Regions from separate parts of the Macaca mulatta genome. Here region 2 is linked to region 1. A link is a contact called in public Hi-C data. All regions are on one chromosome and are shown on one strand. The core of a region is the stretch at or near the end of the contact, and the rest is flanking DNA. Distances in the headings are between cores, read along the strand shown.

Region 1 (5,811 bases), core at 3,113-5,612:
TATCTCCTCAAATCTGCATCTTGTTGACTCTCTGCTGAAGTTCTATTCACATGCAGAAAACCCCTATTTGTAACAGACTTCTCCAGTTACTCCCATGCAGGGGTCCAAGGATGGGGAGGCACAACATTGATCCCCGTCCACAGGAGGGCTCTGACAGTGAGAGGCCAAGGGGTGGGATGGGAAGACAGCCTACGGGGTCACCCCCTGGTGCAGGCCCCACAGACCAGGTGGGTCACACAGGAGAAAGCCACTTCTGGTCTGACCAGAACTGGGGAGCCAGCCAGCTGCAGGTACCAATTCCAGGGCAATGCCAGGCTAACTGGCCCACTTACAGGGTGAGGCTGGACAAAGGCCTCCCCACGCGCAGGCTCTCTGGGCTACAAAGACTGCATCTTCAGGCCGGGCGCGGTGGCTCAAGCCTGTAATCCCAGCACTTTGGGAGGCCGAGACGGGCGGATCACGAGGTCAGGAGATCGAGACCATCCTGGCTAACACGTGAAACCCCGTCTCTATTAAAAAATACAAAAATTAGCCGGGAGCAGTGGCGGGCGCCTGTAGTCCCAGCTACTCGGGAGGCTGAGGCAGGAGAATGGCGTGAACCCGGGAGGTGGAGCTTGCAGTGAGCTGAGATCCAGCTACTGCACTCCAGCCTGGGGGACAGAGTGAGACTCCGTCTCAAAAAAAAAAAAAAAAAAGACTTCATCTTCACCCAGGGTCCCCACATCCCAGCAACAAGAGAGTCAGCACTGTAAATCATTTTACGGAACGCTCCAGAATACAAGCTCTGATTGTGGCTTCTGTAAATTGGCTCTATCTTTCTTTTTTTTCTCTTTTCTTTTCTTTTTTTTTTATTTTTTGAGATGGAGTTTCGCTCTTGTTACCCAGACTGGAGTGCAATGGCACAATCTCGGCTCACTGCAACCTCCGCCTCCCAAGTTCAAGCGATTCTTCTGCCTCAGCCTCCTAAGTAACTGGAATTACAGGCACCCGCCACCACACCCAGCTAATTTTTGTATTTTTAGTAGAGACAGGGTTTCATCATGTTGGCCAGGAAGGTCTCTATCTCTTGACCTCATGATCCACCCACCTCGGCCTCCCAAAGTGCTGGGATTACAGGCGTGATCTGTGCCTGGCCAGGTTCCTTCTTTTCATTAATTCCATTATAAAACCAAAGACAGAACCCGGCCTGGTGCAGTGGCTCACACCTGTAATTCCAGCACTTCGAGAGGCTGAGGCGGGCAGATCACTTAAGGTCAGGAGTTCGAGACCAGCCTGGCCAACACGGTGAAACCCCGTCTCTACTAAAAATACAAAAATTAGCTGAGTGTGGTGGTGGGCGCCTGTAGTCCCAGCTACTCAGGAAGCTGAGGAGAGGAGAATTGCTCAAACTGGGGAGGCAGAGGTTGCAGTGAGCCAAGATCCTGTCACTGCACTCCAGCCTGGGCGACAGAGTGAGACTCTATCTAAAAAAAAAAAAAAAAAAAAGACAAAGGTAGAGCCCCTCTCTGTCTTTTCCCTTGGGGGAAATAATTCTAACCCCATAACATACTGAAATTCATAGCCACTCAACTACTGTTTATTGACCTGTGAGCTAGACCTCAGGCACTATTCTAGGCATTCATGGTACCACATGGTACAACACAATTCCTAATCTCAGGAAACTTCCTGGTAGATCTGCATCTAAGAGCACGGCAAGCAAAGAAAACACAAAAAAACCTTGTAGATTTCACACACATCTACCTATAAATAAAGCATGCCAAGTTATCTGCCTGCTGGGTGGTGTCCATGCCGAGGTCCCCCTCCATCAGCATGGTTATTCCAGAGCTGGCTACAGTCCCCAGAAAGCCTCAGAGCTTCCTTTAGGAACACCCTGCCCCCCATAGACCTACCAGTAAACTCAAATTTCTCTACATATTGCACTCCCCAAAAGATAGCCACCAGCCACAGGTGGCTACCCACCTGAATTTAAATTGATGCAATTAAAAATTCTGTTCCGTTCATAACCAGCCTGACCCACATGGCAAAACCCCATCTCTACTGAAAAAATACAAAAACATTAGCTGGGCATGGTGGCAGGTGCGTGTAATTCCCAGCTACTCAGGAGGCTGAGGCGGAAGAATCACTAGAACCCCGGAGGCGGAGGTTGCAGTGAGTCAAGATGGCATCTAGCCTGGGGGACAGGGCAAGACTCTGTCTCAAAAAAAAAACAAAACAAACAAAAAAAAGCCCTTATCCCTTCAACAGTGTCTGAACTGAGAACGTGTGACCATTCTGTCTCTAAGATGGTGGGGATTTGGACGTCCTTGCCTCTGCTAGACTGTGACCCCTTAAGGCAGGGGCCAAATTTTCCACATATCAGTTTCCCTCCTGGTGCTATGCTTCTTGGCAGTGTCCACTGAAGTCTTGTTAAATTCATGGGCTTGGCTGTGCTAGGCCAGGAGGCTCCTCTTTCAACTCGGGGTGTCGGCTCAGATGTCCTTAAAGGGCTCCCCATCCTAGTACAGTCACTCTCCAGTGTCCTGCAGTTTCTGAGTCAAGCCCGAGTGACCACAGCCTTCTCTTCACAGGCCTACCCCTACCACCACTCCCACCTACTCCTTTGGCAGTCACGCTCTGCACCTGAGACTCACCTACTCACTCATGAGCAGGGGGCAGCCAGGCATCCTGCTCACCAGTCGTCTGGCCAAGGCAGCCACTTAGAAACAATATGCAACTGGCCAGGCATGGTGACTCATGCCTGTAATCTCTGCACTTTGGGAGGCCGAGACGGGCAGATCACCTAAGGTCAGGAGTTCGAGACCAGCCTGGCCAACATGCTGAAACCTCATCTCTACTAAAAATACAAAAATTAGCTGGGCATGGTGGTGCACACCTGTAGTCCCAGCTACTCGGGAGGCTAAGGCAGGAGAATCGCTTGAACTAAGGAGGCAGAGGTTGCAGTTAGCAGAGAGTGTGTCACCGCACTCCAGCAGCCTGGGTGACGGAGTGAGACTCCACCTCCAAAAAAAAAAAGAAAAAAAAAAAGGAAACAATATGCAATTGGTTTACGGTGGGTAAGAAAAAGCACACACGGGCCAGGCACAGTGGCTCACGCCTGTAATCCCAGCACTTTGGGAGGCCGAGGCGGGCGGATCACCTGAGGTCAGGAATTCAAGACCAGCCTGGCCAACATGGTGAAACCCCATCTCTACTAAAAATACAAAAATTAGCCAGGCATGATGGCGGGTTCCTGTAATCCCAGCAACTCAGGAGGCTGAGGTGGGAGAATCACTTGAACCCAGGAGGCGGAGGTTGCAGTGAGCTGAGATCGCGCCATTGCATTCCAGTCTGGGTGACAGAGTGAGACTGTCTCAAAAAAAAAAAAAAAAAAAAAAAAGCACACACTTACTGTATGGAAGTGTCTAAAGCTATACAAAAATCTAGTAACTAGGCTGGGAGCAGTGGCTCACACCTGTAATCCCAGCACTTTGAGAGGCTGAGGCGGGAGGATCACCTGAGGTCAGGAGTTCAAGACCAGCCTGGCCAACACGGTGAAACCCCATCTCCACTAAAAATACAAAAATTAGCCAGGCGTGGTGGCACACGCCTGTAGTCCCAGCTACTCGGGAGGCTGAGGCACAAGAACTTTTTCCAGCTGGGTGCGGTGGCTCACGTCTGTAATCCCAGCACTTTGGGATGCCAAGGCGGGCAGATCATGGATCACCTGAGGTCAGGAGTTCGAGACCAGCCCGGCCAACATAGAGAAACCCCGTCTCTACTAAAAACACAAAAATTAGCCAGGCGTGGTGGCACATGCCTGTAGTCCCAGCTACTCTGGAGGCTGAGGCCCAAGAATCACTTGAACCCGGGACACGGGGGTTGCAGTGAGCTGAGATCTGGCCACCGCACTCCAGCCCGGGTGACAGAATGAGACTCTGTCTCAAAAAAACAAAAAATCTAGTAACTGTTAGAAGCTGGGTGAAAAAAGACAACACGTATAAACTGGCTATTCATCATCCTGAAGAAGTAAATAAAAGGCCAGTCTTCCACGGGAAGATTTAAATCAAGGTTTCCTTTATTCAGGAGAGGGGTGGGAAGAACACTGGATCTGGAGTCAGAAGACTTGGGTAGGGGCTGTCCCTGGAGCTCCTGGAGCAGGATGACCTTACACAGTTCCTCAACTCCCAAAACTGCCACCTCCTCCACACAGGTAGCAGAGGCAGTACTGACCATCAACCTCCCAGGGAAGTTGGGCAAAGCAAGTGGGATGAGACAGGTATAAGCTCTTTGCAAACCATGGAGCCCAAGGTTCCCAGCCAATACTCAGCAGAGCTGATGCAGGGACCTGATGCAGGCCATCTGTCTCCAGTTACTTCTTTTTTTTTTTTTTTTTTGCCCCTCTTTCCCCACCTCCGGAGTCAATGGGACCAGAACAGCCACAACGCCAAAGTCAAAGGGGCAGGGCTCCCCTCAAAGACGTTCCCTCTCTGGAAAAGTCAAAACCGACCTTGAGGTCAGGAGAGGCCCTGGACCAGGCCAGAAAATGAGACTGAGGGTCAAGGAGCTTCGATGACCCAGGACTTGTTATATGCCCAGCCTTCCGGGAGATGTCAACATCTACAGGAAAGTAACTTGCTTCTATTGGACTTGGCTTGAGTCCAAGGTCAGTCTGTGATGCTTAAGCCCCAAATGCGAGGAACCCACCACCAAAACAGAAAGCAGTTCTCACTCCTGGTAGTCCATCAAGCAGGACAGGACCCGTCGCAGGCCACAGTGCCTGTGTGCAGTGGCTGAAAATCTAGACTCCTTGCCCTCACTTAGCTCATGCACAAATGCCAGCCTGCTTCTGCTTCTGCCGAAGGGAACTGCAGAGTAACCTTGAGGCTGCCCTCCCCACCTCCCATGGGAAATGAGCTTGTTCATGATCTCCAGCCTCCAGCTTCTCTGGGGGCTTGCATCTATCTACTCAGTAACTGCTGGAGGAAGGGGGGATGCCCTAGAAGGACAACCCTTTGCCTCTATTGTGTAAGATGCTTTCAGGCCCAACAGACCACTGATTCCCTTTGCTTGATAGTAAACTGTTAGAGGCAAACAGTGTTATCTGTTCTTCCTTTCAACACCTGCCCTCCCCCAAACCGAAGCAGTGCACTGAAGACGGTAGCTCTGCAACCTGCTCCCACAGGGGCACCCACCGAGGGGTTCACGCGGCTCTGGGCACCTCCCCTCCACCTCTGAGGGCTTTGGTTAGCGCAGCACAACCGCCGAGGTAACGATCCCGAATCCTCGAGGAGGCTAAGCAGGACCACGGGACTGAGGCTCCGGGATGCTCGGGCGAGGCCCGAGGCGGGGCGGCCCACGGGCGCCGGTCGCCGGGCTCTGGAGCTGTGCACTGACCTCCGCCCGCCCCATCCCTGCCTGGCTTTCTCGCCTAAACGACCCGTGGCGCGGCCGCCGCCCTGGAAATGCGGCCGGGAGGAGCCGGCGGGAGGCGGGCGGGGGCCGCGCGGCTTGTGCTGCATCGCGAGTCGCATCCTGGCCGCGGGCTGGCGGGGGCTCGGGGCGGCGGCGCAGGAGGCCGTGCGGGGAATCGGCGGGCGGGGGCGGCCTCGGCGGGTGGGGACCGAGCGGGACAGGCCGGGGGCGGTGACCGGCGCGCCTGGCCACTGCTGGCGCCGCGCGGGCCCTCTCTTACCGGCAGATCTGGATGGCGGACGGCGTCTCGACGTCTGGGCCCGACATGCTGGGGGCTGCGGAGGCGGATGCGGCGGGCGGCTGCAGAAGGGCGCAGGTGTCTGGCAGGCCCGGCGAGGAATGAATGAGCCCCGGCCGCGC
Region 2 (6,246 bases), core at 1,280-3,779, 47 kb before region 1:
GCACACGCCACCACACCCGACTAATTTTTGTAGTTTTTGTAGAGACAAAGTTTCATCATGTTGCCCAGGCTGGCCTCAAACTCCTGAGCTCAAGTGATCTGTCCATCTTGGCTTCTCAAAGTGCTGGGATTACAACGTTTTTATGTAGAGCGTGGAAGAAGTGAGGGGAGGGCCCTGTAGATATCTAGGGAAAGCCAGTGCAAAGGCCCAAGGCAGGAATGCACCCAGCAAGTCCAAGAAGCAGCAGAAAAGCCAATGTGGCCAGAGGAGAGTTGAGAAAGAGATGTAGGAGGCGAGGTCCCAGAGCCGCGCTAGGCAGCGACAGGGACTCGTGTGGACGCGCCTTTGACTCTGGGCAAAACAGGAGATCTGGAGGGCTCTGAGCAGGCAGTACTGTGCTCTGACTCCACACGTCCCTGGCTACTGGTGGAGAACAAGGCGGCAGGGACCAGCAGGGTGACCTGTCAGGAGGCTGCTGCAGTGATCAGGTGATCGGGTGATCAGGAGAGCAGCACCACTGGACCCAAAGTGAGGGTGGGCCTGGGGGGCTGTGCTCAGATCTGGACATCCTGGAAGGTAAAGCAGTGGGATCTGCCCCCAGAGCCTCATGAGTGTGGGAGGCAGAGAGGCCGACAGAGGCTCCAGACTCTAAGCCTGAGCACCTGGGGGTTGCAGAGACCATTTACCGAGGGGAGGGAGGCTGGAAGAAGCAAGCCCGGGGCACGGACAGGAGTGTCGTTTTTTTGCACATCAAGGCCAAGCAGGCCAAGAAGGCATCCAGATGGGGCTGGCCAAGAGGCCTCAGCCAGAGACAGAACCTTGGGACTTCCAGCCACAGACTGGAAGGCACCACTAGGGAAGTATGGATGGGGGGGTCCCCTGCCCCACCCAGGGCCCTAGCAAAGCCCTTCTAGGCACCGGGACTGCTCTCACCCCCACACCCTGGGGCTGCCTGGAACTCAGAGACCCCTTCCTAAGCCTAGAATTTCTGGGTCACCATCCTGGGGACCAGCAGCCCAGAGGCTTCTCCAAGCCAATGTGTCAAAACTGTCCCTCCAGCAGCCCCAGATCCGGAGAAGCAAGGAGGGGCAAGTGTTCAAAGCACAGGTTCAAGGCATAGTCACAGCCCAGACCTACCAACTGCCTCCCCAGGTGGCCTCAAGCAAGTGTTCAATCTCTCTGTACCTCAGTTTCCTCATCTATGCGATTGGGATAATAAAAATAACAACAGCAGCTGGGCGCAGAGGCTCATGCCTGTAATCCCAGTACTTTGTGAGGCCGATGTGGGCAGATCACTTGAAGTCAGGAGTTCGAGACCAGCCCGGCCAACATGGTGAAACCCTGTCTCTACTAAAAATACAGAAAAGTAGCTGGGTGTGGTGGTACACGCCTGTAATCCCAGCTACTCCGGAAGCTGAGGCAGGAGAGAGAACCCGGGAGGCAGACGTTAGAGTGAGCTGGGATCGCACCATTGCACTCCAGCCTGGGTGACAGAGTGAGACTCTGTCTCAGAAAATTAAAAAAAAAACAAGAACAGCTACCTCTCTGGGGTGTCGTGAGGATTCCACGAGCTAAACTTTAGCTCCTAAAGCATTTTGGAACTTTGCAGAATGCCAAGTGCTGACCAAATGGCAGCAAAATAATTCTGCGATTATGAGTGATAGCATCACCCTCTTCGCCTTCCAAGCCCCTCCTTTACCTTTCCTCCCCATCTTGGGGACTTTTCCTTCCCCGTGTCCATCCTCTCCTGCCAGGGACCCTCACTGTCTCTCTCTGGAAGGGTGCAACAGGAATTTGGGACTTGGCCCTCACCCCTGCCCCAGGCTCTCAGGCTCAGGCCCATCCTCCCCACAGCCACCAGAGGGTGCTCTCTGAACGTGACTGAGCTGCACTGGAGCCTCGGGTCCAAGGAATCAATCCAGCCTCAGCCCAGTGATCCATCCCTCGTAAACCAGGCGCTGACAGCAAACTCACTCCTTAACCTGTACCACACAACGTCCCCCACATCCACATCCAACCATCCACACTTACCGTGGCTTGGTTCATTCTACATATGCACACGCACGCACACGCACACACACACACACACACAGAGCTTCCACTCCTCCACTGGACACACACTGCCCACTGTTCCAGGCTGAATGCGTGTGCCATGCTCTGTATGACTGTGTCCCCCCAAAATTCCTGTGTTGAAATCCTAACCCCCAAGGGAATGGTAGTAGGAGGCAGGGCCTTCCGGAGGTGATGAAGGCATGGGGACAGAGCCCTCACAAATGGAATTAGTGTCCTTATAAAAGGGCCTAAGAGAGCCCCTCCTGCTAAGTGAGAACACACAGGAAGTGATGTGATGTCTACGAACCAGGAAACAAACGGGCCCTCAACAGACACAGAATCTGCCGGCACTCTGATCCTGGACTTCCAGCCTCCAGGGCTGTGAGAAATACGTTTCCGCTGTTCACAAGCCAGCAGGCTGTGGTCTTAGTTCCGACGGCCCAGGCTGACAGAGCCAGCAGCCACTTCCTGCATCTCACCAGCGTGGCTCAGAGCTCACAGCGCCTCCGCTGGTCCCTGGTCTCTGATGTGGCTTCCACTTGGCCTCTTGATAGAGTGGCATCATGCCCGTGCCCATGGTGGGAACCTGCACCTCACACTCCCACTCTCCAAGCTGGGGCTGAGTCTTCCTCCTCTCTGCCTCCCTGGAGGCCACAGCAGGTGTGCTAACCGAGCCCCATAGTGCAAAGGCTGCAGCTGCGGCACCATGGCAGACGCCCTGTCCTCAGTACCCAAGGGCTGGCTTCTCCCCCACAGCTGACCTTCAGAGAAAATGTCCCCTCCCCAGAGCTGGGGATGGCTGAATGTCCTACAGCAGCCCTGAGGTTGACACTAGAGACCATGCCCCTTGTCCCCAGCTTTGGGGTCACAGAGCCCTCCCCAGCTGCACAATTTTGGGGCAGGTGGAGAGCTGCCCCCATCGTGGGCACAGTGGTACCAGGCCAGTGAGCTTCAAAGCCAGGAAGTGGCCAAGTCACAGAGAGCCACAGCACTTGCCATGGCCACCAGGGTTGCTCAGGGCAGAGGTGGGACCTCCCCTACATCTGCTGTGTGGCCCCTATGCCTCAGCTCTTGGCCATTGCAATGAAGTCCACCCCACGCAGGCAGGGCATGCTTCTGATCAGGCCCAGGTTGGCAGGGGACGCGGCATGGCGGGCAGTGGTGGAGGGAGGGCCTGTCAGCTTGCTTGACGCTTCATCTCTGGTGGGTTCCCACACCTCCTGGCTGAGGCCAAAACCAAGCATAGCTCTGAGGGTCCGGTACAGAACTGCTTGGGCCCAAAGTTCCCAAGGCCCAGTGCACAAGGGGAGGGAAGGCTGCAGGCCTGGCTCCCCGGGGAACTCCTGTCCTGAACCCATACTAGTGCGGCCTCCAGGGCCCAGAGGTATGGGGCCCACACCCTTACCCCGTTCTGGCTGTTGCAGTGCCGGGTGCTGATGATGGCGCCTGCCTCCTCGATCATCTTCAGGATGGTCCCCCCATGGACATTGCCGGCCACGTTGGCGTCATCTGGCCGCATGATCCTAGGGCAGAGGAGAAGCAGGATGAGGCCTCTGGAGAGGATGCCATTCATGCAACTGTCACAATCCAAGGAGGGGAGAAGGTCCCCAAAGGGCTCGATGGCTCCTGGAGGAAAGAGAACCTTCTCCATGTCTGGGCTCTTCCTAGGTGGTGTGTTCGTCAGGGTGCGGCGCCATCTGCCAGGCCACAGAAGGGGGCCTGAGATGCTGTTTCCACGACAGAGCAGGAGGGCAGAGGGGCACTTTCTCCCCCTGAAGCCACAGGTCCCCGGCCTGCCCTGGCAGGGAAGGGCTGATGGTAAAGACCTTTAAGCAGAGCCACAGGGCAGGAGGTGGCGACTCAGCCCTTGGGGTTCCCAGTGACCAACACAGACTGTGAAAAGCAAATTCCCAGGACCGCCACCACCCCCATCAGGAGTCCCAGAGGAACCAGGTAGCCATGGCTGTTCTGAGAACTAGATATGAGTCACAGCTTCAAGACCCCAGGCCCTGTCAGCAGGTGAGCGCCCGCCCGCTGCGCGCTGAGCTCCTCTGCGGGTCCCGGGAGGGCAGTGTGCAGTCAGGCCCTGGATTGAGGGCAGGGAGCTCTCCTAGGTCCAAAAGAACGAAAACGCCACCTCACTTCCCCAAAGAGGAACAACTTCATCCTTGTTGTGAGAACTGGCAGTGTGGGAGCTCCATGAAATCTCTGGAATCCCAACAAGCCAGCTTGGCAGTCCTACCAGGGCAAGTTGCCTGGCATCTTCCCAGACAGCACCTGACTGATGAAAGCCACCTTCACAGGCCAAGGCCTGGAGATGAGTGGCAGGCAATGGGCACAGGTCCAGGGTACAGCACCCACCTGCAGCTTGTGCAGCCTGCCCGGCCCTGCTGGCCAGTGTGGGGGCCCCAGGAGCAGTGTCTCCCCAGGTCTGCATCTCTTCCCCGCTCCTCTAGCGGCTCCAAGGCTGAGCAAGTCCCTCCCCTGAGAGCATTCCTGGCTCTGGCTCTTACTCGCTGAGTAACCTGGGCAAGCTGTCAGAACCTTCACTCCTCCATGTGCTCATCTGTACAATGGGCAGAACGACAGCACTGAGATAGCACTGCCTCACGTGACTGTGGGAGATCATGCAGATTGCGTGCTCACCCCACGACAGTGCTGGCACATGGTACACGGTAGATAGTCCACACGGTAGATAGTCCACACGGTAGATAGTCCACACGTTAACCAGGAGAAGTTTTCCCTCTGCGGTAAGTATTTAGCCAACCTAGTTGGAAGCTCCAAGAAATCCAACCTCTGGCCACAGGATGACACTTCTAGAGCAAATGACCACGGATGTCCTCCAGCGACCGACAGCTGCCCATCCCCAGCGTCACCCCTCCACCCTGGGTGAGAGTCTATTATGCAAACCAAGGCCATTTAGGCCAACTGGCTTCTGGCCCTGAGGTCAGGCAGGGCCCGAGGTTCCACAGGAGGTTCAGGACAGCGGCCTGTGGAGCAGGAAGCACGGCGTGACACACGGCGGCCAGGGGATCCCCAGAGCACCCAAGGAGCCTCATTTGGCTTCTCGAGTGTTCACGTTGAAATACCTCTGTTTTTAAAAATTGAACTTACTCTATGAAAGGTTTTTGGGTTTTTTCATCTGAGTTACCAGGTAGCCAATTATAAGTCACAAAATGATTCTATCAACCTCTTCCCTTTGTTTTCCACTTAGTAGGAAGGGCCTTCCCTGCACCAGCTGCAGGGGGGGCAGAGGGTCCCTTTCCACACAGGCCTGTCCTGGAGGCACCAGCCAAGGCTGTGGGTGGGTGCGGAGAGCAGGGCCCAGCCCCTGGTTCTAGACACTGAGGAAACATCAGCCCAGCGTTTCCCAGGAGCACCAGAGCCGCCCGCCACAGCAGCCTGAATGACCGCTGCAGGCCTCACTTTGTCCATCTGTGAAGTGGCGCCACACACAGCAGGTTGGCTCCCAGGAATGACACAAGGCCAGGGAGAGGAGGCGCGGGCCAAGGGCTGCAGAGCAGCAGAGGAAGTGCTTTCATGCGGCAGGCACCGGAGACAGGACAGATAAGCGGGTAGCCTTTAAGACAGAAGGCCGGCCGGGCACGGTGGCTCAAGCCTGTAATCCCAGCACTTTGGGAGGCCGAGACGGGCGGATCACAAGGTCAGGAGATCGAGACCAGCCTGGCTAATACGGTGAAACCCCGTCTCTACTAAAAAAAATACAAAAAACTAGCCGGGTGAGGTGGCGGGCGCCTGTAGTCCCAGCTACTCAGGAGGCTGAGGCAGGAGAACGGCGTAGACCTGGGAGGCGGAGCTTGCAGTGAGCTGAGATGTGGCCACTGCACTCCAGCCTGGGAGACAGAGCAAGACTCTGTCTCAAAAAAAAAAAAAAAAAAAGAAGGCCAGGGACAGTGCCTGAGGCCCGGGGAAGAGCCTAGAGACACCTGGCAACAAAGTGAGGACTCGGCACTTGGCGCTGTGCCATCAGGAGTACATGCCAGGAACTGCAGACTGCATACCAGCCGGCTGCCACAGGCCTGGCCACCTTTCTTTGGCACCTCGGGTCCTGCACCAAGGACCATCCTAACTCCCCAACTGACCACCCAGGAAGCCAGCCCCTGCCCTTAAGGTCAGATACAACTCTCCCCCATAGGACTTTACTCCTGCCTGGGGATTGTGCTGTCACCTCCA

What was found. Hi-C and Micro-C count contacts between places; a contact is called where the count stands out from the background.
Region 2: a Hi-C map of CD4 T cells shows a contact between it and region 1, with 4 times the contacts expected there. The contact joins the enhancer-like site here to the promoter of LOC144336769 in region 1. A contact is called at or near these places in 8 of 14 Hi-C or Micro-C datasets (CD4 T cells, blood, cortical neurons and 4 more).

What each region holds. Positions count from the first base shown.
Region 1 is chr1:234,394,182-234,399,992 of T2T-MMU8v2.0, reverse strand. LOC144336769 reads left to right here and starts at 4,362. Exons shown (of 2, transcript XM_077978021.1): 1 at 4,362-5,811. The coding sequence starts at 5,791. ACOT7 (acyl-CoA thioesterase 7) reads right to left here. Exons shown (of 10, transcript XM_077977866.1): 2 at 5,672-5,811. It also overlaps a transcript of RPL22 not described here.
Region 2 is chr1:234,438,969-234,445,214 of T2T-MMU8v2.0, reverse strand. ACOT7 (acyl-CoA thioesterase 7) reads right to left here. Exons shown (of 10, transcript XM_077977866.1): 3 at 3,458-3,575. It also overlaps a transcript of RPL22 not described here. Among named protein-coding and RNA genes, the nearest start is that of HES2, 74 kb to the right of the region's middle. Within about 2 kb of position 2,529, at least 7 of the 40 cell types and tissues checked have an H3K27ac peak or open chromatin away from gene starts, as enhancers often do. A contact at or near this core is called in CD4 T cells and blood, where this site is marked.